2 separate regions of the Sus scrofa genome follow, and region 1 is linked to region 2. The links are chromatin contacts, called in public Hi-C maps. All regions are on one chromosome and are shown on one strand. The core of a region is the stretch at or near the end of the contact, and the rest is flanking DNA. Distances in the headings are between cores, read along the strand shown. Region 1 holds the start of CTC1 (CST complex subunit CTC1). Region 2 holds the start of BORCS6 (BLOC-1-related complex subunit 6).

The links. A called contact is a pair of places that touch in the nucleus more often than the background predicts.
Region 1: a contact with region 2 is called in a Hi-C map of liver, with 5 times the contacts expected there. The contact joins the promoter of CTC1 here to the promoter of BORCS6 in region 2. A contact is called at or near these places in 4 of 47 Hi-C or Micro-C datasets (heart right ventricle, liver, retroperitoneal adipose tissue and 1 more) and 1 of 2 datasets of contacts at active chromatin or transcription factors (alveolar macrophages).

What each region holds. Positions count from the first base shown.
Region 1 is chr12:53,451,777-53,457,127 of Sscrofa11.1, forward strand. CTC1 (CST complex subunit CTC1) reads right to left here and starts at 2,373. Exons shown (of 25, transcript XM_003358277.3): 1 at 2,272-2,373. The coding sequence starts at 2,304.
Region 2 is chr12:53,405,066-53,410,410 of Sscrofa11.1, forward strand. It overlaps BORCS6 (BLOC-1-related complex subunit 6), which reads right to left and starts at 1,687. Exons shown (of 3, transcript XM_021067862.1): 1 at 1-1,687. The coding sequence starts at 1,046.

The DNA of each region.
Region 1 (5,351 bases), core at 1,123-3,622, 47 kb after region 2:
AATAAAATAAAATAGCAACAGAGTTCAATTATACTTAGGGGTAGGTAGGACCTTTTCCTCCTTGATCCCCAGTGATAATTCTAAACCATTATAGCTCTATCCCTGTTCCTCCAGTGCTCCTCTCTTTAGCCTTTGGTCACTCCTCCACATTCAGTTAACCTTTAGCAACTCAAAAAGAGCTTGAGGGAGTTCCCGTTTCAGTTCAGTGGAAACAAACCCAACTAGTATACATGACGACGCAGGTTCCATCCCTGGCCTCGCTCAGTGGGTTAAGAATCCAGCGTTGCTCTGAGCTGTGGTGTAGGTCACAGACGCACTTCGGACTTGGCGAGGCTGGAGCCAGCAGCTTAGCTCCCATTGACCCCTAGCCTGGGAACTTCCATATGCTGCAGGTGCAGCCCTAAAAAGACAAAACAGAAAAGTGCTTGAAAAACTAGAGTTCGAAGTCTAGATGACTTCAGTGTCCTTGTCGATAGTCCTATCACTGACCTTCATCCACCTCAAACACTCTCTTCATGGTCAGGGTTGTCAAAAACCTGCCCAGGTGGAGTTTCCGTTGTGGTGCAATGGAAATGAATCTGACTAGGAGCCATGAGGTTGCGGGTTTGATCCCTGACCTCACTCAGTGGGTTAAGGGTCTGGCATTGCCATGAACTGTGGTGTAGGCCACAGATGCAGCTCGGACCCTGCGTGGCTGTGGCATAGGCCAGCAGCTGTAGTTCCGATTTGACCTCTAGCCTGGGAACCTCCATATGCAACGGGGCGGCCCTAAAAAGAAAAAAAAAAAAAAAAAAAACCACCACCCTGGACGAGGTAATCACTTAGAATTGCCCACAACATAATCAAAGCTTGATTCCCACACTTTTTGTCTTCCTCTCTGGGTCTTCTCTTTCGCTACTATTCTTGAGGACCTGTCCATTGGCACACTGAATATCAGTTTCTCAACGTGGTATCACTGCCTTAAACTCACCAAAGTTTTGTTAAAATGCAGCTGATTTTTAGGTGATCCCATCTATTGAATCAGAATCCAGGCCCAGGCGTTAAGGGGTGGGTGGGAGTTGGTGCCAGAGTGCATACTGAACTTGGATCTTGTAGGAAAAGATGAAGCTAAAGAGGACATCCACATTTCAGGGTAGCACAATTTGGTTGAGGATACTATTTGCTAAGTTAATGAACATTAGAAGAGGGGTAGATTTTGTGAAAAGTTCAGTATTGGGCCTGTGTGGTGCCTGTAGGTTAGCAGGTGGAGAATCTGATAGGCAGATGGATCTAACTAGAGCTCAGGAGAGCCTCTCAGCTAAAGTAGAGATTTAGGAAAAATCAGCCTCACTGGCTCTTAAAACCAACTAGTGGGATGGGGTTGAAAAGAAAGTGTACAGTGTTCTCAAACTTCAGCCTATACTCAGTATTAATCCGCAGACTTTACTTAATTTCGATTCCATCTCCTAATTATCTTTTTACTCTGTCCTCACCTCTGGAACCTCAACGTTGCTGCCATGGTCGGGGTCAGTATCACCTCTTATCAAATTTAAAACCACGGCCTTTTCTAACGGACTCTCTAGTCCACTCGCTACATTGCTACCTCAGGAAATGAAAACAAATCTCATCCAATCACTCTTCTGCTTAAAACCCTTCAATTAATTCCCAATTATCCTCAGCTGAAGTCACGACGTACCTAGACTTACAAGATACATGACTGTCATTTCCAGGGGGAAAAATAAAAAAAGAGAGAGACCGTCAGTCAGCTCTGCCACCTCCACCATCATCCAGTTGACCTTTTTCAGTTTTTCAAAGACACGTTCTCTATCTCTTGCCTTTGAACATGTTTTTGCCCGGCCTTGAAACTTCTTTTACAGCCTTTTTTTTCTCTCTCTCGCTTTGCTGGCTCCTGCACGCACTTGGAGCCTCGGAAGCTTTTCGGGATTATCGGTCACCCTTCCCCTACAGCTGCGTCAGGGATCTCCCCCAGGAACTCAAAGCGCCACAGTTTGCCGTTAGTCTGCTCCTGGCTTTCTCCTGGGCTTGAAGCCCAACCAGTGGGCAGAGACCTGTTTAGGGTTCACAGCCGCCGCCGCAGGCGTCTCGGACTGAAAACATTCGCAGAATCAGTGGGAGGGGCGGCACGAACCGCCTCACAGACCCCCTCACCCGGCCGCAGCCGGCGAAGCCAGAGAGGCAAAGAGGCGAGATGCGGGTTGTACGAGAAGAAAGAAAAGCTGGGACAGACAAGATAAAAAGGGACGAGGGAACGGGACGGTGAGGAGAACTCACGCAGCCAGGCGCCTCAGGCCGGCAGGCCGCCATGACACGCCCGAGATCCCGCCTCCGAAAAGCGCGCCCAGAGCTTGGGGAGGGCTGGGACGTGACGTCATCGGCGGGCGCGTCGCTGGCTCCACCTCCGACTCCTCCCCATTCTGCGTCAGTCCGTCTCTACTCCCGCCTCTGTCCGCAGTGCTGGCAGCCCTGACATTTTCTCTAGTGACATCTTATTTGGCATCCCTGGGATTGGGACCGAGCTAGTGCCCTGTGGGGCTCCTAGGCACCTAAGCCTTTCTGTGGGCTCCATTTCTTGTTTTTAGGGAGTAAGCCTCAGCCTCCACGACTCTCCCTGAGTTCCAAAGGGCAGTTGTAATCAGGGAAGGGAGGGGTTGCAGAGACCCAGAAGGAGAAGTGTAGCCTTGGGGCAGGGTCCTGGTTCCTCTTGGAGGAATATACATAACAGTATCTTTGAGCCTTTCTGTAGAACAAACACCAGCAACAAATGGAAGAACTACTTGATGAAACAGTCTTTATTCTGGGAAGAAGGACCACCAGAACCAGTTCTGGGGCCACTAAACAGCAGCTTTGAGAAACAATGCAGGCTTGCCTCTACTGTGATCCTTATCTGTGGCCCTGATCCTTATTCCACTCCTCAAACTCTAAAACCACCTCTTAACCCCTTCCAGAGGGGGTACAGTCTTTAAGGCTTTAGCCTGCTGTGGCCCCCTTTGCCTGGCAAAGCAATAAAACTATCTTTTTCTCCTTTAGCTGAAACTCTGTGTGTTTCAATTCAGCAACAGAATGAGGGAGCTCAGGAACTCAAACAAAGCTGGCCTGGCGGGTGACTCCTAAGTATCCTCCCATCTCTTGATCCGCCAAGCAGAGAGAAATGTTTCCTCCTTAAAGCAGCCAGAGCACATCATCATACTTGCCTGTGCCCTTAACTCATTGCTGTAGTTATTTAACTGTCTCTCCCAGTTGACTGAATACTTAGGAGCTTTGTCCTATTCAATTTTTCTTTTTTCTTTCCTTTTTTTTTTTTTTAAGGGCCACACCTGCAGCATATGGAAGTTCCCAGGCTAGGGGTCAAATTGGAGCTGTAGCTGCGGGGCCTATGCCACAGCCACAGCCACAGCAACACCAGGTGGGAGCCTTGCCTGCAATGTACACCACAGCTCACGGTAATGCTGGATCCTTCAATCCCTGGCCAGGGATTGAGGATCATAGTTAGATTTGTTGCCCTTGAGCCACAATGAGAGCTCTAATTTTTCTTTGTATTTTTGAAACCAAGCTGGGCCCTATGGGGCTACTGGGCACAGGCCTTTCTGTGTCCCCCATTTCTTGTTTTTAGGAAATAAGCTTCAGCCTGCAAGACCTTCCCAGGTTCCAAAGGGCAGGTCCAAACACAGGCCAGCAGCTACAGCTCTGATTAGACCCCTAGCCTGGGAACCTCCATATGCCGTGGGTTCAGCCCTAAAAAGACCAAAAACAAATGAATATAGTAAGTATAAACATTTGAGACAATAAGAATGCTCTGGTCATAACAGAAAAATAAATACTTTAATTCTACAAGTTATAGTATTCCCTAATTCAACTTCATTTGATGAGCATCTGTTCCTTATTGCATGAACCAATTATGCACTGTGGTACCAAGTTATTTATAAGGAAAAATCTTTCTTTGCTATTATTTCCCATTATGACATCAGCGATATGTTCCTTTTCTTTTTACCAAAACAACAACAAGAGCTTTCCCCCAGGGAGGCTGAAAGCTCTCCCTCACTCCAGCTGCACTCTCTCCCTTTTTAAACACAAATCAGAGCCTAGTCAAAGGTCCAAACCTAATCATTCCTTTTGCATTCAAAATTTCTCAACTCTAGAAGACTCCCCTCTATTTACCAAGTCCACGAAGATGTGCCCTATATCCTGGGATTTACTTCTGATAGTTCACTGGAGGAGAACTGAGCTTGAGCTACAGTGATCCAAGAAAGATGAACTGGATCAACCACCACATTTATTGGTGTGATTTAAATGCCAAGTTAGCAGAGTTCCCCTTGTGGCTCAGCGGTAACAAACCAGATTAGCATGCTTTGAACCCTGGCCCTGTTAAGTGGGTTAAGGATCCGGCATTGCCTGCTTTGCTGCATCTGTGGTGTGGGCTGGCCGCTGCAGCTCCAATTTGACCCTCTCCTGGGAACCTCCACATGCTGTGCCTGTAGCCCTAAAAAGGTCAAGTTAGCAGCTTAATCTGCAGCAGCATACAGGATCAAGTGAGAGGGCCACAAAATCTGTTACAGAAGGAGAGAATATGGAGGACTGGGAGCTGTCTCAGGCCCAGAGATCTTGAACAGGCTATGCTTGCTCAGCAGATAGCTGGAGATATGGGACCCAAGTCAGGAGAAGGATCAGAGCCAAACAAATGAATCTAGAAGTCATCATGTGAAGTGAAAGCTGAAATGTTGTGTTACCCTGGGAGGATTAGAATGTGGAGGAGACAGGACCAGTCAGAGCTGTGCAACTAAGTCTCCCAGATGGAGCTGGAAGACAGGCATGAGATGCAACCAGGGAGTGTCAGAAGGGAAAGAAGCCTGGAATGCTCAGATTCCAAGAATCAACAAGTGGCCTCTGTTAGAAGAGAGCCAGAGGGTACAGCCTGGACTCTTTACCTACTAAACAGGTAAAAACTGTCATGTCCCGGGCAGGGCTGGAGTTAGGGTGAGGCAAGTGAGGCACCTAAATCCATCAAATGTTGCATCTTTAAGTCTCTTACCCTAGAGTTGGCCCTGGAACTGGGAGGGGACTGGAATGTGGGAGGGGGTGAAGATAAAGACTTTCACTTTTTCCTCTGACTGTCTCTGTTGCTTGATTCTTTAAAAAGACCCCTGGGCTAGGTCCTCTGCTCACCCTGGCACACCACTCACTCCAGGTTTCTTGCCTTCAGGCTTCTGATTAGGTTTGGCTAGTGGGAGACATTTAGTTCAGGGACTCAGTACTGAAGGAGAGATAACCCAGTATGCTTCTCCCTCAACACTGTGCTTATGGCAGTGACTTCCTTCGTCTGTTGAATGCCCTTCTTCCATGGCTCCATCTCTCTT
Region 2 (5,345 bases), core at 437-2,936:
AAAACCTCCAGAGTGCGTCGGATATCCCGGACTTGGCGTGCCAGCCCCTGAACCGGCTGCAGAGCTCGCTCCAGCTCCTCACAGCGCGCCAGCAGGGTGTACATGCCCTTGATGCTCATGTCCACAGCTTCGCCTAAGGAGTCCACGGCATCACGGTAGGTCTGGATGCAGCCCACACTCAGAGCTGTCAGCTCCTGAACCGCACCACCTAACCCGCGAAGCAGACGGTCCACCCTGCCGCCCAGCTCCCGACTCAGCCGCTCCAGGTCCCGCAGCACGTCGGGATCGATGGGAGGGATGGCCGGAGTGGGTGTCGGAGCTGAACAGGGCCGCGCAGGGGCAGGGGGCGGGGGTTGAGGGGCGCCGCTCAGACGGATCTTCAGTTGCAGATTGTTGGCGACAAAGTGGGTGAGGTCGCCATGGCGGCTCACCGTGCCCTCGAGCTCCAGGGGGCTGGAGATGGTGGCGCGCCGCCCGCCGCCCGGGCCATACTCGGCACCCCCTGCGGACCCGGAGCCTCCGCACGCCCCGCTCAGCCCGTCCAGGCTGCGGCTGTCCTGAAGGCGGCTGGAGAACGAACGGCCAGTCCTGCCGGCTGCCGCCTCCTCCTCATCGTCTTCCTTCTCCTGCTCAACATCCATCCCGCCGCCTCCAGGGCTCCCCCGACGGCAGACCCTCTCAGATGCAGGCTTGTCCTCTGGCGGCTCAGGGTTCTTGAGCCGCAAGGACCCATGCGGATCATGCTCGGGACCCGGCGCCCCCAGGCAGCTCTCTGCCCCAGAAGGGGTCCCTCGCCGGCCCAGCTCATCCTCCCGAGGCTCCCGTTCCGGCCGGTGGACGAAGCTGCAGCCCGAAGGCTTTGGGGACGCCCTGGGGTGGCGGCTCGTGCCCTCAACGTTCTCGGCCTCTTCCTCTCCGGACAGCCGGAGGCCTGCGGGCGGCTCAGAGGGCGTTCGGCCCGGGCCGCCGCCGAAGATCGCGGCTTGCTGTTCTCCTAGAGCCAGAAGGTCCGCCTCGGGCCCAGGCCGCCCCCGAGGCGACTCCATACCGCAGTTGGGGGCAGGAACCGAGGAATTGGTTCGCCCCGGCTGGGAAGGCCTTGGCGGCTCCTTTAAGGGGCGTTGTAGAGGCGCGCCGATTGGCCACCGGCTGACAATGGTCAGGACGGAAACAACACTCTGATTGGGCGCGGCGACCAGGAAGTCCCAGAAGGAGCGCTGTTATTGAGCAATCGAACGCACGTGAGAGCCCGCGGGGTGGAGAGTAGGAGGTGACAGCTGCGCTCTTCGCCCAGCCCTTTCAAAAAGTTGAGGGGGCAGATCTTAAAGATGAAGATCCTGAAACGTTAGAGTCCACCGGGGGCGGGGCTCTGGCTTTTTCCGCCCACAGTTGCCAGGCCCACAATTGCCGCTTAACAAACACATCTGGTGAGGACAGGAATCAGGGTTCCTAAGAGAGGTTTTTGGGATGGAAGTAGTATATCCTGCTTGGACAGTCGGGATTGAACCGCGCCTAGTTGATCAGAAAGGATAAAACCAGAATTCTCAACAGAACATGAATGGTTCGTTCCATGGTTCTAGGAAATGAACTGCCCAGAGCGGCTCACAGTGGGCAGAGAAGCGGGCTTAAGCGCTTCTCTTCTCATTTGCCACTCTGTCTTCCCGCCCCTTCCAGGTTTGAGAGTTTCCTCTTGGAGGATGGTGTGTGATTTCACCACTAGGTAAAACATTCAATAAACGAATGAGCCTGAAGGTCAGAGTCCTGGTACCATTCTGATCTCATGTCTTCCCCTACTGCTCCTGCTGGAGCCACACTGGCCTCCTCACTCTTCCTGAGAAGACAGACATGCTGACGTCTCAGGGATTTAGACTTGCTCTTGCAACTACCCCCACCCCAACCACCCTTTTTTTGAGGCTAGGTCTATCAACCAAGAAAAATTTTCATCTTGGATATTCCTCCTTTCCTTCTCTCCTTCGGGTCCTTATTCGAATGCTATCTTTTCAGTGAGGCCTTCCTTACAGTGTTTAAAATTGCAACCACTTTCTCCAGCAATTCATCTTCCTTCCCTGCCTTTTCTTCCTAGCACTTATCACCATCTGGAATACAATATATTTGCTTACTTACTCATGTAAGTTCCAAGAGGGTAAGGCTTTTTGTCTCTTTTGTTCTCATTTGTAGCCCCAGTGCTTAGGACAGTGCCTAGCATATAGTAGGTGCTCAATAAATATTTATTAAGTAAATGACCCCAAGCCATTAATTTCTCCTTTTTGGCCTGAACTCATTCAAGATGTGTTTGCATCACTTCTCAGGCCAGGGAACCTACACCACAGCAGTGGCCTGACTCAGAGCAGTAACAGCACTCAATCCTTAACCTGCTGAACCACCAGGGAACACCTCTGGCCTCTTCTTATAAGGACACCTATCCCATCATGAGGTCCCCAATCTCATGACCTAAACCTAATTACCTCCAAAGTTCCCACCTCCAAATACCATCACATTGTGGGGTAAGGGTTCAACATGAATTTTAGAAAGCCCAAAACATTCAGTCTGTAACCAGGATCCAGAGTCATTCTTTTGGCCCCTCCCAGGGTATCTGAATCCCAGGGTTTGAGGACTCTTCCACCTCATCAGGCAGAGCCCATCTTCACTACAAAAGCTGGAATACCAAGCAGTCCCTTTCCCAGCTTCCCTGGCACATGGTTTAGGCTCCCACCACCGTCTACTGGACCACTTCTGCAGTGGAATGCTTCCTGGCTGTGTAAAACCCAAGCCTAGTTCTCCTAGAGATTCTGTGAATTACCCAGCATGCTGAAAATAAGGTCTATTTGTGCTTAAATGAACTTGAATTGTTTTCTGTTGCATGCAACCAGAAATCCTAGCTGATACACTCCCCCACTTTCCAGAAGGGAAGAAAGGACTAGCTTCCATTAGACCTCGCAGAAGAAGGATGCAACTTTCCCAAGAGCCCCAGTTAATCTCCCTCCACATCTCATTGGCCTAAACTGGTTCATATGCCCAGTTTAGTCACTTTGGCCAGGGTAATACCCTGTATGATTGACTTAGGACTGAGCATCTGGAAGCTATCACTCTGGCAAGGTGATAAGAGTTAACTGACTAGGTTAAAACAATTATGCTCCTCCTGGAGCTAGAGATGGAGGGTTAGTTCTCTCCAAACTCAAACAGCTGCAACACAGGGGGGGGGGGGGGAGTGGCTGTGGGGGAGTGACCACAGTGTCCACTACATTAAGGGTCAGCAAAATATGACCTGTGGGGCCAAATCCAGCTCTCCACCCCATTTTTTTTTTTTTTTTCTTTTTAGGGCCACACATGTGGCATATGGAAGTTCCCAGGCTAGGGGTCAAATCAGAGCTAAGCTGCAGGTCCATGCCACAGCCACAATTACTGCCATGCAGATCCAGCCATGTCTGTGACCTACACCACAGCTCACTGCAAAGCTGAATACTTAACCCACTGAGCAGGGCCGGGGCTGGAACCCACATCCTCATAGGGCCCACTAGTCAGGCTCCTTACCTCTGAGCCACAGCAGGAACTCCAGACCCATTTTTATATGGTCTGTGACCTCAGAATTTTTTCTAACCTTTTAAGAGTCCATCTTAGGCCTGTATGACACAATGGAGTGACAGTCTGATGGATGTTGATAACTAAGCAATCAGCTTGGGGGAGAATTTGGAGATGTGATCTATAAAGAGGGGATGAACAAATGACACAGGCTATTGACCTTAGGGGCCTCTATTCCAAAAGAAAGGGACAGAGTGCCACAAGTCAGCTCGGCTAGCATCTCATGGTCATTACACACACACTGGACACTGACAGTGATCCGCTAGATTGGCAAGTTTCCTGAGCTCAGAGGGGTTTTTCACTCCCCAGCCTCTAGAACAGCACCTGGACTGTAGAAAGCACTGAATAACTATTTTCAAATGAATAAATCTAACAAAAAATTATGATGAAACTACATTAGAAAGATGCAGGGGCAGACAATGCACATGGTTATGGTGGCAGTGGAGTGAAAGAATGAAATCCTTACATTTTGTAGCAGGAAAACAATAGCCAAAGCATAAAACTGAAAACTTAAGGAGTAGCAAGAAAAGCATGTGATTTGGAAATACATGGTAAATACCAAAAGCAAAACTAAACAGTAAAAAGATTTGGACCAGGCTGTCTTTGGGTAAGAGCGAAATAGGGAGAACACTTTTTTTTTTGTTTGTTTTTTTAAAAGCCTTATTCAATTCCACAACCATGGCATTCCTGGGGCCGGGGCTGAACTCACACCATAGCAGTAACCAGAGCCACAGCAGTGACAATGCCAGATCCTTAACCCACTGAGCCAACAGAGTAAACTCCCAATTGTTTTAACCTGTGGGCGTATGTAGTGGCTGCATGGTGGCCCCCAAAACATATGTCTTAGTCTTAACTCCTATGAATCTGATGTCTTTTGGGAAAAAGATGTTTGCAGATGTAATTAAGGATCATGAGGGAGTTCCCGTCGTGGCACAGTGGTTAACGAATCCGACTAGGAACCATGAGGTTGCGGGTTCGATCCCTGCCCTTGCTCAGTGGGTTAACGATCTGGCGTTGCCGTGAGCTGTGGTGTAGGTTGCAGATGCGGCTCGGACCCTGCGTTGCTGTGGCTCTGGCGTAGGCCAGTGGCTACAGCTCTGATTAGACCCCTAGCCTGGGAACCTCCATATGCCACGGGAGCAGCCCAAAGAAATAGCAAAAGGACACACACACAAAAAAAAGATCATGAGACAAGATTATCCTGGATTATCTGGGTGAGCCATAAATCAAATGACAGTGTTCTTAGAAGACACAGAAGAGAGACATGGGAAGGCCATGTGAAGACAGAGCAGAGGATGGCATGATGCCGCCACAAGCCGCAAAGTGCCCAGAGTCACCTGATGCTGGAAGAGGCACGGGAGGACTTTTCTCCTGAGCCTTGATGGGATCGTGGCACTGCAGACACCTTGATTTGGGGTTTCTTACCTCCAGAACTGTCAGAAGATATATTTTTGTTGTTTTAAGCCACTAAGTTTATGGTAATTTTTTGTGCCAGCCCTAGGAATTGAATATAGCATGAGTAACTGAGATAAAATGAAAAAAAGACAATTTATGGGTGTTCTTCACCACATGGCTCAAAAGAGCAAATAATCAACAGACGCAGAAAAAGCATTAGGTGAGTCTCGCCTAAGTCAACACATACTCATGATCCCCCAAAACCCCCAAACCCTTACAAACTAGGAAGGGACCTGGCCTTCCTTAACCTGGTAAGGGACATGTATCAAAAAACCTACAGCAAGCATCTTACTTAGCAGTGAAATCCTAGG